Regions from separate parts of the Anser cygnoides genome. Here all the other regions are linked to region 2. Evidence: chromatin contacts called from public Hi-C data. All regions are on one chromosome and are shown on one strand. Each heading gives the region's core, a stretch centred on a gene start, on an enhancer-like site or on the middle of the called end of the contact. The rest is flanking DNA. Distances are from core to core; before and after follow the strand shown. Region 1 holds the start of SH3RF1 (SH3 domain containing ring finger 1). Region 2 holds the start of LOC106032340 (tripartite motif-containing protein 59-like). Region 3 holds the start of CBR4 (carbonyl reductase 4).

The links. A called contact is a pair of places that touch in the nucleus more often than the background predicts.
Region 1: a contact with region 2 is called in a Hi-C map of liver, with 2.3 times the contacts expected there. The contact joins the promoter of SH3RF1 here to the promoter of LOC106032340 in region 2. A contact is called at or near these places in 3 of 7 Hi-C or Micro-C datasets (granulosa cells and liver).
Region 3: a contact with region 2 is called in a Hi-C map of liver, with 13 times the contacts expected there. The contact joins the promoter of CBR4 here to the promoter of LOC106032340 in region 2. A contact is called at or near these places in 3 of 7 Hi-C or Micro-C datasets (granulosa cells and liver).

What each region holds. Positions count from the first base shown.
Region 1 is chr4:53,398,456-53,402,637 of Taihu_goose_T2T_genome, reverse strand. SH3RF1 (SH3 domain containing ring finger 1) reads left to right here and starts at 2,723. Exons shown (of 13, transcript XM_048076229.2): 1 at 2,723-2,883; 2 at 3,515-4,004. The coding sequence starts at 3,618. It overlaps LOC125184319 (a long non-coding RNA gene), which reads right to left and starts at 2,690. Exons shown (of 5, transcript XR_010831521.1): 1 at 1,526-2,690; 2 at 1,368-1,449; 3 at 648-750.
Region 2 is chr4:53,000,688-53,005,066 of Taihu_goose_T2T_genome, reverse strand. It overlaps LOC106032340 (tripartite motif-containing protein 59-like), which reads right to left and starts at 1,498. Exons shown (of 9, transcript XM_066996753.1): 1 at 844-1,498. The coding sequence starts at 1,368. LOC136790823 (a long non-coding RNA gene) reads left to right here and starts at 1,488. Exons shown (of 3, transcript XR_010831523.1): 1 at 1,488-1,827. It overlaps ANXA10 (annexin A10), which reads right to left. Exons shown (of 12, transcript XM_066996768.1): 11 at 4,315-4,379; 12 at 3,380-3,505. The coding sequence ends at 3,437.
Region 3 is chr4:53,299,675-53,304,443 of Taihu_goose_T2T_genome, reverse strand. It overlaps CBR4 (carbonyl reductase 4), which reads left to right and starts at 3,137. Exons shown (of 6, transcript XM_066996769.1): 1 at 3,137-3,291. The coding sequence starts at 3,205.

The DNA of each region.
Region 1 (4,182 bases), core at 1,474-3,973, 400 kb before region 2:
GCTTTTGCTTGTTAGTGTGTTAGTTTACAAACGTCTGCACATTTCAAAAGATCTGCAAGCTAACGAGTGGAATCCTATTCTGAAACATCTCATACTATTTCTTAGTCAAATTTCCTAAGAAACTAGATGCAAATGATCACGGAGTGCATCTGTCAGCCTCTCTTCCCAATTGTTTGTAATTCAATAGCAAAACCTGACAGAACATTTGTAAAGATATTAAGATTCTATAGGTTTTTATGGAAAGCAGTGGTCATATCCAGAAACAAGCAAAATCGAATGCCCCTACTACAGAAGAAGGTGCAGCAGAGGTCACTATCTCTTCTTGTTGGCCTGCCAACTTCCCGACTAGTCAAATGTTGCTCAGAGCCAGGCACAGCATATGCTGTCTAGCATTTTAAGACAGAGGAAGAACTAAGGAGACTTGGAAATGTGACAGAAAAATGAATTACTGCAGTAGGGTGTAGGGGAATAAAAAATATGATTGTGATGGCAGAGAGGGCTGAAGATGCGGGAAGGCCTGTAGGGTGGTTGGCCTACAGAAGAACAAGACAGCATTAGCAAAAGGGAAGAAGCACAGAGGACATAGTGGATGTACTGTCCCAAGGACGCTGGATAGAGAACACATGTTCATAAGAAATCAGGTTTACCAGTTGTGCTACTGACGTTTTGTCTTTTGCTGTTCTCTTCTGCCTGTTGCCCTTCACTTTCTCCTTTATCCAGTGGCTGACCGATGAAGAGAAACAGCATACACTGGAGAGAAAAGAAAAAAGTTTGTACCTGAAAACTAACTTTCAGAATACACAAAAATGTGTAAAAAGTTTTCACAAAAACAAAAATAATTAAAATCATAATTGTAGAAATCTGGTGATCAAGTAACGGGAGGGCCTCATACCACAAATCTGTGTTTTTAATGGTTCTCCGCCCTGCGCAACCTCTCCTTTGCATCAGCTAGGTCCCTGCACAACTGGTACTAAGTAATGAACTGTACATAACAACGGAAGGGTTTCAAGAAGGAAGGTCTCCTCGTGTAAAACTGTGCAAAGTGTGCAGTTCCCTGCTTGTGGCAGGAGCAGAAATGAACGAATGCTTAAATATAACAGGAATTCTGTTCCTTTCAGTCCTGGCGTCAGCCTAGCGCAGCCACGCAGAGTCAAAACACTTCATCCATAAGAGGGCAGTGGCGTACATCGGCATGCACACCCACGATTTTTTACACAGATTATGTTTGTTTGAAAATTAACTACTGCTGCTGCTCGGGAAGTAACATATTTATCTGACACTCTTCGGAATGTTTACTGCTCTGGCTAGTATACTAAAACATATTTAATATTTTACAGACTTTACAGAAAACATTCTCAGAGACTAACCTTGATAAAGGGCTAATCTTTTTATCCTGCTTCCCTGAACTTTCATCTTGCTTTTCTGGTCCACCACCTGTAACGTAAATGCCTTTACTGTTTGAGTAGATATTTTACATTCCTTAGGCAACAAACTGAGTTCAGACAACAATAATTGCGTCACTTACAAAAGCATGCTGTGCTGTAAAGGCTGGTAAACCATTGCCCTGCAAACGTGATGAGATCTTGAGAAGCTATGGCCAGAAGCGACAATTAATTGTGAGAAGCACTTCTGCATAGATTCAACAAGCGAGTAGCTCAAACGTACTGCTCATTCCTTCTGTAGCAGCAGTGCTTGCACAGCAAGAGAGAGGAATACTGCGAGACACAGGAATATTCCCAAGTATCAAATGTTCATACCCTTCTCCTCTATTTATGTTACAATACTCCCTGCAAAGCGCAGACATAGACCAGAACCCCATCTGCATCAGTTTTCCTAAACTCCAGAATTTATGGGGGAGGAGGCCTTATTCCTTAATGAACTGTAGATATTTATAACTTTTACTATTCCTACTAATAAAAAGCAGTTAAAGACGTATTTGGCCTGTGCACATATATTTGGAAATCCTAACATTTGCAGAATATCACTTCTGCAGGGAACAACCCAGCTAACAAACAAAACAGCTAAGCCTACCACACAATCTACTGACACGAACCTTCACGACCTACAAAAAACCGCTTTTTATATGCACATAACTTTCAGAAGGATTGGCAACAAGCTGGAATGGCTAACCTGAGCCGCTCAGAACAACATACGGGGAGGCTTTCTGGTTATTTCCCCTCGGAGCTGCAAGCAGAGGCGATGTTTAATTGGAGCCCCTGTACGAACTTGGGCATTTGGCCAGGCACCACCACAGGCAGGGTGCCACACCTGGTTCAAAAAGCGACTTCTTACAACTCCTTTTGGCCGTTTTACCATCAGTTCACGCCTGCGTGAGGGTTCACGTCTTTATTTATGAGCTGCCTCGCAGCGAACCGCCTCACGAAGGATAACCTCAGCGGGGGCTGTCAGGGGCACTTTCTGCCCCCACTCGGCGGCTCAGGGGGTGCCACCCGCAGACAAGCGGCCGGACAGGCCCTCCTCCTCCTCCTCCTCCTCCTCCTCCTCCTCTTCTTCTTCCTCCTCCTCCTCCTCACAGCCGCGGGCCCCAGCTCGGGCCCCGGCCGAGGCCGCACTTGGCGGGCCCCAAGGGGCGGCCATCACGGCGCGGCCCCACCCGGGCGGGGAGGCGCCGCGGCTGAGGGGAGGCGGCTCACACCGAGCCGGGCCGGGCTGGGGGCCGCCCTCCCCGCCGCCCTCCCCTCGGCCTCGGCGGGGCGGTGCCGCCCCCCGCGTCAGCCCTGCGCGGCGGGGCGGGGAAGGGAGAGGAGGGAAGGGAAGGCGAGGGAGGGGACGGCAGCCTTGGCGCTGCCGCGGCGGGAGAGGCACCGGTGGCGGCTCCCGGGAACAAAGCGGGGCCCCTGGGGCCGGCGGCGGCGCCCCACGGTGAGGCACGGGCTCGGGGGGGCACTGGGTCCGCCGGCGGGGCGGGGGGGGGCGGTGGGTCGCCCCCCGCCATGGGGCCGTGACAGACGCGGGCGGCTGCCGTACCCGCTCCTGGGGAGGGGGTGTGGGGGGGGAAGAATCCAAATTTCTAATTTTTTTTTAAATATATTCTTTTTTTTTTCGGCCCGAGCTGCGGTTTAAGGACCTCCGCCTTTTCCTCGTGGCAAAAAAAGGAAAAAAAAAAAAAAGCTTCTGGCAGATAAACGCCCGGGGGTACAGATGTGAGAGGCGAGAGCCGTGAAAAACGAGCGTTGTTCGTGTGGTGCGGGGCAGCTCCCGTGTGGGAGCGAGCTGAGGGCACGGCTGCGGGGAATAAAAGTGCTCGAGAACTTGGATTTAAAACCCCTAGCCCTCCTTATTTATTACAGTACTTCAAGTAAACAGATACGTGAATGTACATCACGACTATTACTTATTGCTGTTGTGATTTTTCTCCCATCTGTTGAAAGCTGAACGCTGAATTAAAGTAGACGTGTTTTATTTTGCGCCTTGTAGGAATATCTCCAGATGAAATAGTCCCAGTGACTCTTTTCTCAGCTTCCTAATGCCTTTTTCCCTCAAAACATTTCAGAGCACGGCCAGGAGAGGAATGGATGTAACATGATAGCCTTGGAGCGCTCAAAACACCCAAATTCTGCGAAGATTTGTTTTTTCGGTTAAGTGATACGAAGAAAATGGATGAATCAGCTCTGCTGGATCTGCTGGAGTGCCCTGTGTGCCTAGAGCGCCTTGATGCTTCTGCCAAAGTCCTGCCCTGCCAGCACACCTTCTGCAAGCGCTGTCTGCTGGGCATCGTCAGCTCTCGAAATGAGCTTCGGTGCCCCGAGTGCAGGACTTTGGTGGACTGCGGCGTTGATGAGCTCCCCAGTAATATTTTGCTTGTCAGACTACTGGATGGCATCAAGCAGAGGCCTCGGAAACCTGGCACCGGCGGTGGGACGGGTGGCACAAACGCTTTAAGGGTCCCGATTACCACTGTTGCTAGTTGTGGCTCGAAGGAGCTGCCGAGCTCGCAAGTTGGACAGCAGCAAAGGGTGCAAGCGCGGAGCCCTCCTGTTCGGGTGAGTACCGAGTCCTGTTGCCATCTCTTCCCTCGCTGGTTCAAAACAGTTGATGTCCCTTGCTTCAGGATAAGGGCAGGCAGTAAGTATGGCAAAACGAGTTATTCTGGAGAATTGTGGATGTCTAGCAGACACACATTAGTATTCTTATCAGTATTGGTTTACTGCTATGTAAATA
Region 2 (4,379 bases), core at 249-2,748:
ACGAAAACATATGCTTTATAAAACTAAGAAGCGTTTCTAAGTAAGTGATTATTTACAGCAAACAGAAAAATCTACTACACTACTACCTTGAAGTTTCTAGTTAGTAGACTGTAAGTCCTACATGTTCTACATCATCTTCCACACCATTGTTTCCAATTAGTTCATTACCTATACATGAAGCAATGCCTCAACAACATACCTTCACTTTCTGCCTTTCTTGAAAAGGTAAACTACTTTTTTCTTTTCCAGTTCTAGCCCTGGCCAGTAAAAAAAAAAAAACAGTGGCTTCAAATAACGTGGGGCTTAGTTTCTAAGCCATGACAGCCCCTACACCTATCACTCTTCATCACCGTCTTGCGATTCTGTTTCAGTTACCCAACTTGCATAGGGCAAGGATGGCTCACTCTACCATAATGCTGGTTACCTTGGCAAAAATCACAACTGTTGCTGCCACTACAAACAAACAGGCCAGGCAGTTGTTTTCACGTAAACATAAGTGCATTTTGGTTTTACTTTTATTGTAAGTTACCTAAACCATCTATTTCTGAATGTGTAATTATTACCTATTACCCCAAATAGACACGTCAGCTCAAAGAGCCTATGAAGGAAGTATCTGTGGGTGTGTTTTTTTTTTTGTTTTCTTTAAACAGAGCTAGCATCTTGCAGAAGCCTGAAAAACTGGATCCAGGCATGCCATAAGCTCTTGGCATGAGCGTGTTGTTTTCCGGCACAGACTGTCAGCCTCTATACACGCACAAAGGAGTCCCAAGTGCCAAGGTATTCTAAGCAAGGGAGCTGCCTGGTGTCGCGCAGCCGGGACCCCGCGCAGAGCCGAGCGCTTACTTTCTCCTCCTGGAACACCGTGTCTATGAGGTTGACGGAGTGGAAGATGCCTTGGTGCTCCTCAGACACGCACTGCCCGCACCCGGCGCGGCGGCACATGCGGCAGTAGAGCTGCACCAGCCGGCCCGGGTGCTTCTGGCAGGTGCCCCTCAGCACCAGCGGGCCCTGCCCCGGCCCCTGGCCCTGCTCGGGCTCCCCGGCCGCGCCGGAGCGGTAGAGCTTCACCACCTCCGCCAGCGTGGTGTTGACGGGCAGCGCGGCCGCGCCGCCGCGGGGCAGCGGGCTGAGCTTCCTGCACAGCGGGCACGGCACCCGGCCCCCGCCGCCGCCGCCCGGCCCCGGCCCGCCCCGGGAGAGCCGGGCCTGGCCCTGGCCCTGCCCCGGCCCCTGCCCCCGCTGCTGGTGCTGCGCCGAGGCCAGGCACTCGAGCACGCAGCCCCGGCAGAAGTTGTGCGAGCAGAGCGGCAGCGTCACCGGCTCCTCGAAGAGGGACAGGCACACGGCACACGTCAGGCTGGCCTCCATCTGCGGCGGCAGGACGAGGCTCCGCCGCCCCAGCCCCGTCCCGCTCCCCCGAACCCCGCGCCGGCCGCGGCAGCCTGATCCCACCCGTCCCGAGCTCCAGGCGCTGCCTCCAGCCGGCCGGAAAATGGAACCCGGCAGCGGCGGGGGGGCGGGACATCGAGAGACGCGGTGGCGGTTGGCGGACGCGAGAGATTGACAAGGCTGACTTCCAGTCAGAACGGGGCGCGGCTGCCGGGGGGCTAGCCGTGGGCGGGGCGGAGGGAGCCGGGGCGCCTGGCGGGCCCTAGCGCCGCCGCCGCCATTTTGTGGGCGCTCTCCTCAGCGGAGCCCCGGCTGTGGGCGCTGAGGGGAGGCCGATATGCGGGGCACACCGCGTGAGGGAGAGGTTGGCACTTGTGAGGTGTTCCTACTCCTCCCTGCAAGTATGCGGAGTTAAAGCGGTGTTAGAGCTCCGCAGCGGTGAGACATGACTGTTATTAACTACCTGCGACTACAGTTCCAAAACCAGAGTGTAACTTAAGTTTAGGGCAAAACCATAGTATAAGTTTGGAGTGATAACATATAGGCATAGCGTACATCTCTGTCTTGTTCTAGGACTTAGTTAACTTTCCTCATAGGTCCTTTCCACCTAGAGTTCTGGCTCAACAATTTTCTACTTCAAAAATTTTGAGTTCTGTCAACTCAAGAGGGACCCAACTAAAATTTCAAATTTATTGTAAGCTGGCAGTTTTGTAGCCTAAAGTCAGTATTTGTAAAAAAACAAGGTACACTAAAAATACATTATTTTCCGAGGGGAAAGACGTAGGTGCAAACAGCATGAAAACAAACATATTTATATACTTTCATAGCAGTGCTTTATTCAGTCATACTGAGCCAGACTGGCAGAAAGTCACAGTACCTGTTTTAAATCAAAGGTTTATGTCAAGCCGGAAACTTTGAAATGCAGGCAAAAAAAATGAAACAAAACAGCACAATGACTTTAGTGTAATATTACCTCATTTACGCTTGCTTATAAATCCCTTACGTAAGAGACTGACAAGAGATACAAATAGGCTAGAAGGTACAGTTGATAGACTGAATAGGCTCAAAATATTTTAGGAAGTGTTATGTTTTCCTTTGGGATGATGACTTGAGACAGGGCTCTGCCACCTTTATTCACTTCAGTATGAGTTGTCACAAAATGTTCTCAAACTACGTTTGCTGGGGTTCAGGAGCACTGTATCTTTGAACCTCGTTTGGAGGTGAAGTGTTACCCATTATTAGCCAGCTCACGAATTACACCATAAGAGACACCCTAGGAATACCTCAGCACCCCGAATATCCATATTCAATTAATGATTTAAATGACAGTGATGCAAATGGAATTGCAAAATGGAATCATTCGGCATGCTGAGTCAGTTTGCAGAAGGCCATGCCATGTTTCCTCTTCCAGTGATCTTCAGTGCATGGCACTAAATCAAGAATACTTGGTTCTAAGTTTTTTTTAGTTTCAAACAGAAAAAGGGAAATGCATTAAGTATGTGTGCTAAATGAAAAAGAATACAAAAGTATTCTTCAGTGAGTGACTGATAATAGACTGGGACAGATGCTTAGCTTGAAAGCAGCTAAAACTACTGTTTGAGAGCATAAAATCTGAGCTTTAAGAAGAGGGGGAAAAAACATTTAAAGGAGGAAATCTGTCTGCTAAAAGTAAACAAAGTAAAATGTTTTTTCTCTCCAAAATAGCAGTGAGTAGGTTCTTCGGCATCTATTGTCTAAGGTATGGGATGTTGCAAGTCTAAATGATAAATATATGCTTACATAAAGTTCTTTTACTAGTTCTTCCATTAATTTACATTTAATTATAGTAACAGAAATATTAGGCAGAAATAGAGAGAAAGCTGTGTTCCTGACAATGTTTGTTTACATATTTTTTCCGGCTCAAGAAAGATTTAAAATTAACAAATGTATAGCACTGATTTTTCTATTATATTGTGTAGATTAAGTATCTCTTACAGTGTGTTGTGTACAGCTTCAATTTCCATTTAAAATAGATTTATACAGCCTTCAAAATCCATCATCTTCTTCATTAATAGTCTTCAGCATCACCAGCACAGATAGCAAGTAAAGCACTCTCATAGTGCCCTGAAGCAAAATGCTGCAAGAGAAAAAATTCTGACTGTACTTATTTTTTCTTCTGTTTGTGTGTGACCAAGACTAGAGTGAAGTGTGACAAAGACTAGAGTGAAGTTATAATGTTTTCTAAAATATTACAGTGTTTTTATAAGGATTCCGGGCCAAGATTTTTTAATTTCACATAACTCAGGCTTTGGTTGCTTGGGCACCTACAAGCAATCCACCTTTGAAAAGTCCAATCAATTCAGTTTAATGCTTCTCAAGTTCAATACCAAAAAATCACGAGCAACTTCTTACAGCTACTGCACATCTTACAATTGGAGTTTAGCAACAAGGAAAATGCAAAGCATCTTAGCAAGAGTCATTTTTGTACAATTCAGCAGTCTGAAAAGGTATGATTTACGGTATGAAGCAAGAGTACAAGAGGAAAAGTTTTTCTGAAGGACGACACCTGAACTCCCAGGATAAGACCAGAAAAGGATAACAACAGTCTGGTATTAGTGTAACCTTGCAGGACAGTGCAAAAGAAGATGGTATCGATTAGTGTAAGAAACCTTTCATGCAAGATATTCCTCAGAATATCCTGCCCTGTTTTATTTCCCCCTCTTGCTACTGGGGAGGGTGAGAGTGAGTTGAGAATCCACTGCTTATTTGCCAAGGTCAGCCTGAGGCACTGAAAAGATGTGTTAAGGATATGAAACATTACTTTTATTTATTTATTTATTTATTTAAATCTATCGTAGTGAATAGAGATTAACCCTCAGTACTTTTCCAGCAGGGCTCTGCACACGCTGCCTGTGCTGAATATATGCAAAGTGTGTAAAAACTTACTTTAATATCATGAAAGAGTGACTTGCCATATTTCTCTTTGTATCGTTGGCGTATATTCATCAAGT
Region 3 (4,769 bases), core at 1,888-4,387, 300 kb before region 2:
CAAAACCTTGTAGAGAACGTTTAGGCAGGTGAGGATAAAAACAAACAAAATATATGTATATATATATGTGGAATTTTCCTGTTCTAGAAAAATAGCTCAGACTCCTGTAGCACCCTACAGCTGCATTAGCCTGCATCACATAAAAGACATACCTTCTAGACTGATCTTCTGAATTGCTCTTTCCTCCCCCCCTTTGCAGTAAATATTTAATTATTTTATAAAATGAATAACTGTAAATATATATGATTCATAAAATTCCTTTCTGAGGTTTCAGGATAATAGCTTGTGCCATCCTAGATTGCTGTAATACTAACTGTGTGTGGCTGGGCCGGAGTGCTTACCGGACCTCTTTTGGGGAGGTAGAAAAATGTGTTGGACTTCTAGGACAATCTTGTAATAAACTGTGCTCCTGAAAATCAATACCTATGAAAAATGATTACAAATTAAAACTGTTGAAATAAGGTATGCGTTTTATATAATCAGCCATCACTTGATCTGACATAGTCTAGAGTGAGCAATAGTTAATTCTTTTCAAGAATGCTAATCGCTTCTGCTAATTTTTGAAGGAAAATACTCACTGTGATAGATAAATTAAAAAATGCCACTAGCAATCATCTAAAAATACCTCTTCTCGTTTTTAATAACCTACTTCCTACCTCATTAAGCCAGCTGATTGGTATTATTATGATTTACTACTCTAATGCTCAGACATTGGAAGGAAATACAATGTCATGGGCTTCTGTATCTCACAAGGAGATGAAGTCTTCAGCTGCTCAGTAATACATGAGCAAGATGAAATGACACCAAAGTATTTCTGTGAGGAGATGAGATATGAAACTAGATTTATTTAGGGCAATCTGATGGAGAAAATTGAATGTTGGGAATTGAGTTCCTTGAAAGTGCTCCAAGTGTTACTGTATATGTTTCGGGCTGCAAAATGGGTAACAGCTGTAAAGAATATTGTCTTTGACATTTCCTATAATACTGGTGAAGATAAAGGAGGTGAGCAGTGTATGAGATATGAGTGATTGTCACTATCACTATCACAGTTGCTATTTATTATGGACCATGTTCAACACTCATTACTGGCAAATCATCAGCTGAAGTTCTGCCAGAAGTCCTTATGGTTAGGATCACATCTATTTGCAGTTGTGACGGGATGACTGCACAGTCCCTTGACTTGCTGTTTTCTGTCAGTAAGTAGATGTGCCACATTAAGCTGGTATTCCTGCACTCAGTAAATCTGTGCCTCGTTAGGGTTAACCTTGAAAACATTTTCATAGTCCTGTAATGAACAATCCCGCTAAAATAGGAGGTTATAAAAATGGCTTAATGCTTGTGGATATGCCTTCAGTTTCCTGCTTCAAACAGCCTTTGGTCTCCTCCTATTCATAAATGTTACAGATTTCTAAGCAGATATTAGGAATCTTGGAAGTATTTCACTTTCATATGTCTCAGGTCTGAGGGCTAATTACTGTGTTCACAGAATAAAGCTTTTGCTTCTGTAAGTTCTTCTTAGTTCTTCTTAGAGCTTATAAAGGGAAGGTAGGTGAAGGATCAAGTCATATTGCTTATTAACAGTTTTACTACTCCTGCAGTGTAGAGCTTTAGTTGTGTTTATCTCATAGAGTTCAGTTCAAATCATTATGCAAAATCTTTCCACATTTATTATCCCTCCTCTTCTTTCTGACTCTGTTCACTCCCTTCTCCCTGTCATCATCTCCCAACATCCCACTTTCTTCCCTTTCCCCAACAAAACAAACCTGACGACACAGTAAATACAGTGCACTGAATAGAAATATGAGTAGACATAGTGAATTTCCAGAAGGCTGTATCACAGGACCAAAGTGGGCAACAATTCAAAGCTGTCCATACCATGAGTGGAGATTCAGTAACTGATATTGTGGTTAGTGATGTATTAGGGCAGGAATAACTTCACATCATAATGACGGAAACCTTGGCTGTTTAGAACTCCTTGCTCGTAGCCCGAATGCAGATTATGAGCTAAAGCCTAGTTATATTTGCTGAGAAATACTTTTCACCAACACCAACAATCGGAGGAATATCCAAAGAGGTTGTTGCATGATAAATTATTGAAATGATAAATTCCTAAAGTGATTGCCATAGATATTATTGTGCAGTGTATATAAGCGCGTAGTGAATGGGAGTGGGGATGACTATGCAAGGCAGAATGAGGAAAGTTAGGACTGTTTTGATATACGGAGAAGTAAAGGCTGATGCCCTCTGTGGCAGTGCCCTCCTTAAGCAAGGAGTCAGATATATCGAGGGAAGTGAGCGACAGCAAGAGAGACAGAGATCGCAGTGGAAATCTCTTGGGTCCGAAGTCCACTGATAGATGGTAGGAGGGGCCAGTGCCTGGGATGGGGCTGGAGTCCCGGCCGGAAGGTCATCCGTGTGGTGTTTCTTGAATAGATCCTTTTACAGAGCGGGTGGTGGTGGTGGTGGTTCTGTTTAATGTGTAATAGCCCTGGAAGGGGAGTGCTCAGTGTGAGCAGCGGTGAGGCAAGCTGCTCCTCGCTGCCTGGGCCAGGGGAAACGCCAGGGCTGGGCTGTGCAAACAGGAGCACAGGCCTCACACTGAGGTGTGAAATAATCCTCCTTGTGGTGGGGAAACCAGTTTAGCCAGGAGGGTATGGAAACACTGGGTGCTGTGCCAGAACGCTGATGGCTTTGTTTTGTGCAAGCTTGAGGGTGGCGGTGTGTATTTTTTTTCTTTGACGTAACTTTTCACTCAGGTACAGTAAGTTTCTCAAGAGTGAAATTTGCTCACGTATTTGTGGAAAAAGTGCATCTAAACAATTGGGGTGTGATAGTGTTCACTCTTACAGCAGAATGAAAATACATTCAGAAATCTTGTATACTCTGGGGGGAAAAAAAGAAAAGATTCAGTAATAAAGATGAGCTAAGACCAAAACCGTGGCCCTTCGGCGACAGCTCCGTGAAGGGGTGTGACTGGGGATAGCGTGCTACGTCGCCAAGCAGCGGGAGGAGCAGGGCCTGTTTCCCCTTCGCACAACCCGTGCTGTTTCCCCCGGCCGCCTAACGCCCCTTCCCCTCGAACTCGTGAGGTGGCGGCGGGGCCCGCCCTGCCACCGTGGCACGGCCACCGCTGCGCGGGGACTACACGTCCCGGCGTGCCCCGCGCCGCCCGGGCGGGCGGCACCCCTACGCGCCGCGGGCTCCATGTTGAGCGGCGGGCCGCGCCGGGAGCCGCGTCGCGGAGCCCCCGCCCTAGCCCGGCGCCGCGCCGCCCCGCCCCGCCCCGAGGAGGTGAGCGCGCAGCCGGGCGCCCGGCAGCCGCCACGGCGCCTCCGCGGCCGGCGGGAGGGAGGGAGGGAGGGAAGGAGGGAAGGAGGGCGCCGGCTGCCGCTGCCCGCAGCGCTGGGGAAGGCATGGCTGCGCGCGGGCGCCCCCTGGCGGCGGCCGTTAGGGGCCGTTAGGGGCCGTTGGGGCGGGGCGAAGAGGGGCGGGGGGGTTCGCAGGGAGGGCGTCCCTTCCCCGGCCGCAGTCAAAACAACAAAAAAAAAATTTAAAAAAGGGCCCGGGGGGAGGGGGGAGCCGGTTGTCCTCGAGGGCCAGGGCGGCGTGGCACGGCCGGTGAGGGGCTGCCCTCGTGCGCCGTCAGGAGCTTGTATATGGTGGCTGCAGGGCGCAAACCGCCCTGGTGCGTGAGGGAGGCTTTTTTCCCTGCAGTTACCTGACCAGGGAATGTCGTGTTATTCATCCTACTGCGTGTTTTTTTTTTTTTTCCAAGTCAAACTCCAAATAAGCTGTATGGCTTTTTTTGTCTTAAAACACAGATTGTATGTTGTTTTGTTGCAACTAGGCTTACGTGCTCCCCCTGTGACTACCTGGTTAATGCACGAAGTGACTGAGTATTTCTGAAAACACTACAGTCACTGGGCTTTTCCCTTTCTCACAGAGAACAGGAAGGGCAGAATGATAGATTTTAGAGGCAGTTTCCTCAGCCCAGAACAATTCATGGCACCTTTATTTGCACCAATAGCTTTTGGGGCCCTGTACGCCTAAGCATGTTCAGAGAAAGGAACATACATACAGGTCTGAAAGCATTTATAAACAGCATGTGTTGGCTCACTGTAGCTAACCCCAGAACTGATTTTGAAGAGCTGCAGAGGTACCTTACACTGATTAAGGCAACACTCAAAATTTGCTGTGAGTTTTTTCACACTTATGAATATCCTTCAGAGCTCAACTGGGCAAGGCCCTGAGTGACGTGACCTAAGCTGACATTGCTTTGGGTGGAGGAGTTAGACAAGATGACTTCCAAAGATCCTTTCCAACCTGTATTATTCCAGGTTTTGAATAAAAATAAGAGAGTAGATATGTTCAGTGCTGGTAAGAACAAAATATGGAGGAAGAAAAATCCTAGTACCACATTGTTGCAACAATCAGGCAAGAAATTCCAAGAGCCTATGTGGATAGTTCTGCAAAAGAATAGATCCGTCATGATGGACAAGGAATTGCCTTCACACAGCAAGTCTTTTTGTACGTGTTCTTTTGAAAGGGCCCCCATCTGAGGCACAAGTACTTAGTCCTCTTCCTGCTCCTAGGAGGCCAATTTAAATTTACCAGCTGGGAAGGGGATGCATGGTTTGATTCCAGGCACCTGGGTTTACTTTCTATTATAGAATAGGACAGACTGCTCCTTCAGAAAGGTTTTGGTCACAGAAGACCAAAATCGTTATGGCATTGTATGAGTTGACTGTGTTCATCGTTCATGTATGTTT